Regions from separate parts of the Mus musculus genome. Here regions 1 and 2 are each linked to region 3. A link is a contact called in public HiCAR-type and promoter capture Hi-C data. All regions are on one chromosome and are shown on one strand. The core of a region is the stretch at or near the end of the contact, and the rest is flanking DNA. Distances in the headings are between cores, read along the strand shown. Region 1 overlaps Cspg4 (chondroitin sulfate proteoglycan 4). Region 2 holds the start of Imp3 (IMP3, U3 small nucleolar ribonucleoprotein). Region 3 holds the start of Scamp5 (secretory carrier membrane protein 5).

Region 1 (2,700 bases), core at 7-2,506, 580 kb after region 3:
GGCCTGTGTTTGTGGTGAGAACAGGGGGTTGGTCATTAACAGGAAGGATGGTGATCGTGAAGGCCACGGGCTGGCTCTGGCGGTCCATCTCTGAGGCATTAGCTAGCAGAACAAAGGCGTCTGTCTGTGTCTCACTTCCATCATGCACGTAGCGGATCAGCTGCTCTTCCACCTATGAGGAGACCCAGGATTGGTTGTCAGGCTTCAGCTAGCCCAAGACTCAACAGGGATCTTGGGACCAGCACCCTTAACGTCCCATTGTTAGGTACAGGAGACAGATCCCTTTAGAACACATTTCCACAGGTAAGAAGTGTGTATGTGGAGAGATGGCTCAGTGGTTAAGAGCACTGACTGCTCTTCCAGAGGTCCTGAGTTCAATTCCCTGCAACCACATGGTGTTTCATAACCATGTGTAATGGGATCTGGTGCCCTCTTCTGGTGTGTCTGAATAGAGCAATGATATATATTACATTCTTAAAAAAAAAAGAAGTGTGTGTGTGTGTGTGTGTGTGTGTGTGTGTGTGTAAACAACAACGTTTCCATTTCTCAGGGGAAGACTGAAATTAAAGCATAAAGCAGTGCCAGTAACTAGAGCCGAGGAGGCGCAGGTGTCTCCGGTACCTCTCTCCAGGAGAAGGTGCTGAGGCTCCCATCTTGAGAATGATCCTCCTTCTGCAGGGCCCCGTGCTGCGGTGGCTCTAGCACCTGCAGGACAAGGCCTGGCAGCGTGGGGAAGTAAGGCCCAGTGATCTGGACCAGAGGAGGGGCCAGCGTCCGGGTGCCGCCCTCGGGAACGCTGAAGTTTTGAACATCCAGGGGGATGACTGTGGGCAGCACCTCCAGCTCCACAGAGATGCCTTCAAGAGGATCACCCAGGCCCGAGGCCACATCCAGGGAGAAGGAATCACTCCAGGCTCCAGGGCGAGAGTGCAGGTAGAGAACCCGGCCTGAATTCACTGCCTCCTGGGAGAAGCTCTGCACAGGGTCCAGGCTGGGCGGCTCCTCTGCTGAAGCGCCGTGGGACACCATCACCAGGTAGCCGGCGTTCGGGGGGCTTCTCAACGAGAACATGATGTCGGCAGGCAGCACTGCCTCCTGGACCACCTAGTCAACAGAGACGATGGGGACAAACGGGGTCACAGGCTGTTGTGGACCTCAGGTGGCAGAACAGGCTCGGTCGCCACGTGTGGCTAATGCTTTGCTCAGGATCTGCTATAGCTGACACTATATACCACAAGAGGGCGCTCTCACCATACCTAGCAGCACAGGCTCCCAGGTCTTAAGCAGTTTGCTGATTTGGTCCACCCCAAAGGAGGCTGAGTACTCCTTCAATGCCTGCTCTACCCACACAAAAAAGTCTAAGCACCACTCTTAAACTACACTGCACTTCTGATTCTATGCCTTTGCAGAATACACCCCCCCCCACACACACACTTTTTAAAGATTTATATGTAAGTACACCGCAGCTGTCTTCAGACACAGCAGAAGAGGGCATCAGATTTCATTACGGATGGTTGTGAGCCAGCATGTGGTCGCTGGGATTTGAACTCAAGACCCTTGGGAGAGCAGTCAGTGCCCTTAACCACTGAGCCATCTCTCTAGCCCCCAGAATCCATTCTTTTAGCTTGGAATGCCATCTGCTACTTTTTTTTGCTGTCCATACTCCATACTTTTCTCTTTTCTCCACTCTTCTCCTACCTCTTCTTTTGTCTGGCCTGGAACTCTCTTAATAGACCAGGTTGGCCTTGAATTCAAAGAGCTCTGCCTGCCTCTGCCTCCTGAGTGCTGGGATTAAAGGTGTGCACCACCAAAGCTTGGTTCATATGCTGCCTCCTCTGGTGTGGACACTTCCTGACATGTTTAGTCATGGTCTTTCTCAAAGTCCAAACACTCAGAACTGGAAGGGCCTCAAAACTGGGCCTTCACAGTAAGGCAGTGAGCCAGCTGGTCAGCATTGCGCTGTGAGCTCCCTGAGTTAACAGACACCATCACAGGCCCTCACAGTTCTGTTGTGGAGTCTAGGGAAAGAGCTAAGGACCTGTGGATCTGAGGGGCAGCGCTCCTAAAGGTCACCCCTCATGGTAACCTCATAGGGACTGTGACAGGATATACACTCTTGGTCTCTGCTTCAGAGATTCTGTGGATCTGGCTGGAACCCAGATTTTACACGGCTATCCATAGCAAGGACACATGTATATGTGATCTCTGGAGGTGCGTGACACTTAACAGGTAGGTGTATGTTCCTAGACACATGCAGAACTACAACACATACAGGTGACTACTGAAGCTGTAATACTCCTAAGACCTGCATCCCCACAGGAACGCCCCCCTCATGGAAGTACCCTCAGCTTGGCAGGCCTCGTGCACTGCCTTACCTCTAGCTGGTCCCTTCTGATCTCAGCCGCTTCCCCCTGGAAGACGTAGATCTTTTTGTGCTGCACCAGTTGCAGTGGGGCCAGGGGACCCTCGAGGGCAATGGTCACTTGTAGGAAGGTGTTAGTGTGTACTGGCCCTGCTGCCACAGAAAACGCCAGGGTGTCTTGGGGGCTGAGGCTGCCATTGTGGCTGTAGAGGATGGCCCCATCGAGCAAGTCCCGTTGGGAGAAGGAGGTGACTGACTGGCCATCCCGGAGCAGCTGCCCCCACTGAGGACCAGCGGTTACATGGTAGTGGACCTCATTTCCACTTCGTATGTCCAGG
Region 2 (2,700 bases), core at 2-2,501, 530 kb after region 3:
AACATCTGTTTTCAGGAACCTCCTGGGTCCCTTCTAACCACTAGCTGGCCAAACTACAGGGCGATCATTTCCTTAGGCAAGCAAACACTCCAGGACTTTAATATGGTATTTCCTGGGGCTGGAATATCAACAGGAAGTCTTGTGGATAAAAGCTCTGCCAAAACATTCATTCCGAGAAAAGGACTGGTTAAGTGACAAATCTGCCCAGCTTGTACAACATCCTGCAACCTCCACGTGAGGCTCCAAAGCCTCACGCCTTCAACCCTTTTCCTGCCCTTAGGCTCTTCAGCTAGCAAGATAATAGATATGGCTATGTAGGACCCTAGGTAAGAAGAACGACCAGACAAAAATGTGCACTTAAACAACGTCGGTGGGACATTTATTGGCATTAGGAAAGGGTTTCTTTAAACGATATAAATATACTGAACTCAAACTCTCCATCCAGACGGTCCTATTTCAAGATGAAAGCAAAGGGGAAGAGGTAACATTCCTGCTTCTACACCACAAAGTTTAAGGCACAAGAAGCTAGCAATCCCCAGTGCGGTACAAAACTGCTTCCCACTGTCTCTCAAGACACAGTCACTTAATTGTCAGTCCAAATTCTAGGAAAAATTCCCAGTACACCGGGGCAATCCTCCCCATCCCCGGTTCAGTGACCTGTAGCTGAGAAGCCAGGACAAGAAGACTCGCTAGGCATCTAGATCAAAGTCATCGCGCTCCTCATTGTACTCCAACACGTGCCGCTTGATCTTGGATGAGTCCACCCAGGTGACAAAGTCCTCCATGCTGCGAGTGACGAGAAAGGCGGGATCAGTGACCACGTCTGGGCCCACGCGGACATGACCCTGCTCCACAAAAGCCACAGCAGCTTGGAGATGCTGCGCCATGCGTAGCTTGAGGAGCAAAGTAGGCAAGCGGCGGCGGCAGAAGGACGAGGCCGAGACGGAGTCGCAGAGTTCCAGTGAGCCGCGCGTGGGCACCAGGCCCATAGCGTACAGCTTGTCCAACAGCGCCGCCGAGGCGCGCACGCGGAATGGGTCGCGTTCCGGCAGGTCGCGCAGGCGCCGCGCCAGCTCGCGCACCGCTCGGCTCAGCTGGTTGTAGCGCGTGTACTCCTCGCGCCGCTGCAGCCGGTACCGCCGCAGCACACGCAGTTCGTGGAGGTTGTGGTCGGTGACTTCCCAGTTTAGGAAGTCCACCTGTTTCAGCAGCTTCTGCTCGTGGAACTTAAGCTTCCGCACCATGATGGAGAATGCGGGAGAAAGGGAATACGTTGAAAATCTAGCGTAATTTCCGCCTCGACGTAGAAAGACCCCGCCTCTAGATCACTGGACCAATCAAAAGATTGGTTAAAGACACGCCCCCGGTTTTTCATTCGTCCAACTCTGGAACTTCCTGTTTTGAAAGGGGAGCGGGGGAGAAAGAATTGCGGAAGGAGAGCCGTGTCCTGCGAATACACTTTTCCTTGCATGCAGTGCGTATGCAACTAGTCTAGTCCAGTGTTGTGTTTTGTTTTTAAATATTTATTCATTTACGTATTTTGTGTATATGATTGCTCTGTCTTCATACCGGAAGAGAGCTTCAGATCCCCTGTTTGTGGTTTTCCTGGGAATTGAACTCTGGACCTTTGGAAGAGCAGTCAAGTGCTCTTAACCGCTGAGCCATCTTGGCAGCACCTAGTTTACTCTCAGAGTTCTGTCTTTGGTGACTGAAGAGAGTCTGCTCCGTCAATAGCTGTAGATGTCAGTTTCCAGAGAGAGAGGTTACTGCCTTTAAAAGAGTTGTCTCATAGTTTTGGTTGTGAGCCTATTATTTAATGGCTGAGCTATCTCTCCAACTCTGGAAAGATGGCTTAGCAGTTAACAGCACGGCTGCTCTTCCGGAGGTCATGAGTTCAAGTCCCATCGCCCACATAGTGGTTCACAACCATCTATAATGTGATCTGATGCTCTTTTCTGACATGCACATGTACATGCAGCTAAGAGCACTGATACACATAAAACAAATCTTTTTTTTTTAAAGCATACACAACTTTAGAAGAGTGGAATGCTAATAAATAAATAAGAGGATTATCTCTGTCAAAAAACGTGATTAGAACTCTGCAAATGTCTCAGTTCCAGTGGTCCCCAGAGTTGACAAATAGTCCCATCCTGGCCAGCATGAGATCTGTCACTGGACTGGCAGTAGTACCAAACAATCAGGATTGGAAGCATTCCTGCCTCTTATTTTTTTGACACAGTTTCCTTAGGTAGCCCAGGTCAGCCATGAATTCACCACAATATAACCAGATTCAATCCAAAAGGATGAGATTATGAGTGAGCATGTGCCACCATGGCTGTCTTACTTTATTTTATTTTTTGAGACAGAATGTCTCTAGTACTATCTGTCCTGGTAATTTTTATATAGACCAGGCTGTCCTTAAACTCAAAGAGATCCATTTACCTCTGCCTCCAAGTGCTGGAGTTAAAGTGTTACTCAGGTATGTCTGGAGATTGTTTCTGCAATCCTCAGTGACTGATGGTACCCATCAATGATGAGAAATTCAGAGTGTAAGTAGGAGTCCTAACCTTCATCTGTAAGAGGTGAACAGTCTGGTAAACAATTCCTGTCTGAAATCACAGAAGCAGAACGAAGGCCAGAAGAATTTCTACTGAGCCCCTACCTGTTGGGGTAACCTCCTGACACACAAACCATATCAGT
Region 3 (2,700 bases), core at 41-2,540:
GTCTCTGTTTGAAGGCTGGGACTCTTCCTTCTGGCTGGTCTGGTAGCTTCTGCTGCTTCCTGTTCGGCCAGCTCAGCCTCCTTCTGGTCTCTTCTGCACTTGTTCTTGTCTGCTCTTCTCCTCTCCCTCCCTTCCCATGCCAGCTGTGGGAGTGAGGCCCCAGTGCCAGCAGGCTAGAGCCACACAATGGGCCCTTAGTCTGGGCAAAGAATCCCTGCAGTGTATCCCACCCACTGAAGCCCTCTTCCAGGCCCAGGGTGGTGTGGGTGAGGGATCGAAGCCATTGGTTGGCAGGGCAGGGGATGGCCTTGGCTGTGGAGGACCCACAGGGTTTTACTATGTAAACACCACTCACAATGGCAGCTTGTCTTCCTACCCCAGCCCCATGTCGCCAAGGAGTCTCGGAGCTACACTAATTCTGCACTTGTAAGCATTTACCTTGGTCCCTTCTCATTCTTGCTGTTAACATCTGTACATTATTATCTCTTTCCTTCTTCTTCTTTCTTGTCTTTTTTTTTTCAGAGCTATTCCTTATTCTTCTATTCCTTATTTCCCTTCCTTTTTGAGACAGTAGCTCATGTGTATCCTGGTAGTCCAGTACTTCCCCACTTGCTGTGTAGATAAACTGGCTTTGAACTTGCACTGACCCCATTGCCTGTGTCTTGGAAGGGCTAGGAATATTGATGTGAATCAACCCACACACCTGTGCTCTCTCTGTCTCTCTCTGTCTGTCTCTGAGATCTCACTATGTAGCTCCAACTGTCCTGGAACTTATGAAGATTAAGCTGCCTTTGAACTCACAGAGACAAGCACTCTGGATTTGGATCCCCGGAACTGGGGTTATGGTACTACCATATGGGTGCTAGGAATCAAACCCCAACCCTTTGTAAGAGCACAACAAGTACACTTAACCACTGAGCCATTTCTCCAGCCCCTCATCAAGCTGTCTCTTCCTCTTTCCCGGTACATCCCACAGGTCCCTGCGATTGGTATGGGGGTTATTCTTCCCACTTTGCAGATGTGGAAGTTAAGGCACTAGTTGCTGGCACTACTGTATGTTTCTCCTTTCTATGCACTCACTGTGCTCTTGTCCCCAAGGTGCCCACCTAGCACCTGGACGAGGAACGGCCGAATATTTAGCACCACGGACAGCTCCTGCAAGGTGCGGAGGCGCCGGTGCCTTGCTTCTCGCGAGCGCTCGTGGAATAGCCTTACGAGCAGTGTGGGAGTCTCGCGAGAGTGGTTGCAGCAGGCAGGGCGGCACGGGAGCGCGCGGGCCCGCCTCGGACGCGCGCGCACGCTCCCCGCCCCCAATCCGGGAGCCGCTCGCGGCCCGCTCCGCGCCTGATCGCCCGGTGCAGCGCAGCTCAGCGCGGCGCAGCGCGACTACCTTTCTGCAGCCGAGCGGTCGGGGCTGGTGAGTCCTGGGCCTGGAGACCCAAGGAGGGCACTGCGGGGAAGCTACGAGCTGGGTTGGAGAGGTGTCAGCGGCTCCAATTTTCTGCCTTCAAAGAGTCCCTCTTCATTTGAGGGGGTAGGTCGAGCTTCTGGAGAGGTGGGGAGTCGAGGTGACCTTTCCTGCTTGGGGTGGTAAGCGCTCTTTGTACACCCCTAAATCCTCCTCCCCATTCCTGTTTCCTCTTTCCTCTGTCCCCGCAGAGGGAGCCCGGGATTTGGGTGACGTCAGGCCCTTGGATGGAGCCTGGGCTTTGGGCCCTCCACCCCACAAACCCCGAGTTCCACCTGGCATTCCCTGGAAGCCGGCCTCCTCCTTTTGGGATGGCGCATGCGGCCGGGGATGGGAACGTCTGGAATCTAGTGACCGTGGTATCACAAAAGGCACCTGCAGGTGGACCCAAGTTGTACTCATCCCTGGAAGGCCGACCTTTGTACCGCGGGTCTGAGCAGCCTGGTTTTTGGAGGAGGGGGATGGGTGCACTGCCTAGGGCCCGGATACCACCAGGGCTTTGGGGAGTGGGATGGGGGTGCTGGATGTAGCGCATCCAGCATTAGCACCAGTCAGTCACGAGGAAGGAGGGGAGATGTGTAAGAACCAATCCCCGTCCTTGCCTTGAGGTTCTCCTGATCTGGAGTCTGGGGGAGTCAAGTAAGACTAGGACTGATAATTGGTTGTTAAAGGCCGACTTGAGGAGATCAGCAAAGGCCAGGGCTGGAGACAGAGACAAGAGGCAGCAGCTGTCAGGAGGAGACTTTCTGGAGGTGGGATTTGGAAGGAGGCAGAGGCGAGAGAGGGCATCTCAGTGTGGTAATGGACAAAGTTCAGAGGTGGGCATGAAGCACTGCTGCTCCACCCCAGCCTGTCTGTGGTGTGTGTGGGAGGGATGGTCTAGAGAAATGTGCAACCCGTGCGTTACCCATTATGTCTTCTCCATCAGGACTGTGAAAGAGGGAGATGATTCTGGCAGGGCCACGGTTGGCAGAGAGATTTTGCTTGGGGTTGCTAGTTTAGCGTCTGTGGGAACTTGGAGAGATAGGACCAGCTCTCCATTGCTGAGAGAGAACCGTGGCAGGGATGGGCCATCGAAAATGGAGTGTTAGTAGAGGGGATTAGGAGTCCTGGGACTTGTGGCCATTTCTATTTTTCTTTCCTTTATGTTTTTAAATTGTAATCTACATATACATATATATGGGTGTTTTGCCTGCTTGTATGTGCACCATTGTGTGCAGTGTCCTCCGACC

What was found. Promoter capture Hi-C pulls out the DNA fragments that hold promoters and counts their contacts. HiCAR-type assays count read pairs that join an accessible place to other places.
Region 1: a promoter capture Hi-C map of hippocampal neurons shows a contact between it and region 3, with 2.5 times the contacts expected there. The contact joins the enhancer-like site here to the promoter of Scamp5 in region 3. A contact is called at or near these places in 9 of 39 promoter capture datasets (the 3T3-L1 cell line, the C10 cell line, embryonic stem cells and 4 more), 2 of 484 Hi-C or Micro-C datasets (the G1E-ER4 cell line and large pre-B cells), 1 of 115 datasets of contacts at active chromatin or transcription factors (embryonic forebrain) and 1 of 9 other capture datasets (pancreatic islet).
Region 2: a contact with region 3 is called in a HiCAR-type map of astrocytes, with 2.8 times the contacts expected there. The contact joins the promoter of Imp3 here to the promoter of Scamp5 in region 3. A contact is called at or near these places in 7 of 39 promoter capture datasets (3T3-L1-derived adipocytes, the C10 cell line, embryonic stem cells and 4 more), 7 of 115 datasets of contacts at active chromatin or transcription factors (the 230-238 cell line, T-cell acute lymphoblastic leukemia, astrocytes and 4 more) and 1 of 9 other capture datasets (embryonic stem cells).

The regions. Positions count from the first base shown.
Region 1 is chr9:56,888,462-56,891,161 of GRCm38.p6, reverse strand. Cspg4 (chondroitin sulfate proteoglycan 4) reads right to left here. Exons shown (of 10, transcript NM_139001.2): 3 at 2,376-2,700; 4 at 622-1,104; 5 at 1-172. Among named protein-coding and RNA genes, the nearest start is that of Cspg4, 25 kb to the right of the region's middle. Within about 2 kb of position 1,256, at least 16 of the 459 cell types and tissues checked have an H3K27ac peak or open chromatin away from gene starts, as enhancers often do. A contact at or near this core is called in hippocampal neurons, where this site is marked.
Region 2 is chr9:56,936,051-56,938,750 of GRCm38.p6, reverse strand. Imp3 (IMP3, U3 small nucleolar ribonucleoprotein) reads right to left here and starts at 1,251. Exons shown (of 1, transcript NM_133976.2): 1 at 353-1,251. The coding sequence starts at 1,244. The coding sequence ends at 690.
Region 3 is chr9:57,466,650-57,469,349 of GRCm38.p6, reverse strand. It overlaps Scamp5 (secretory carrier membrane protein 5), which reads left to right and starts at 1,290. Exons shown (of 7, transcript NM_020270.3): 1 at 1,290-1,417.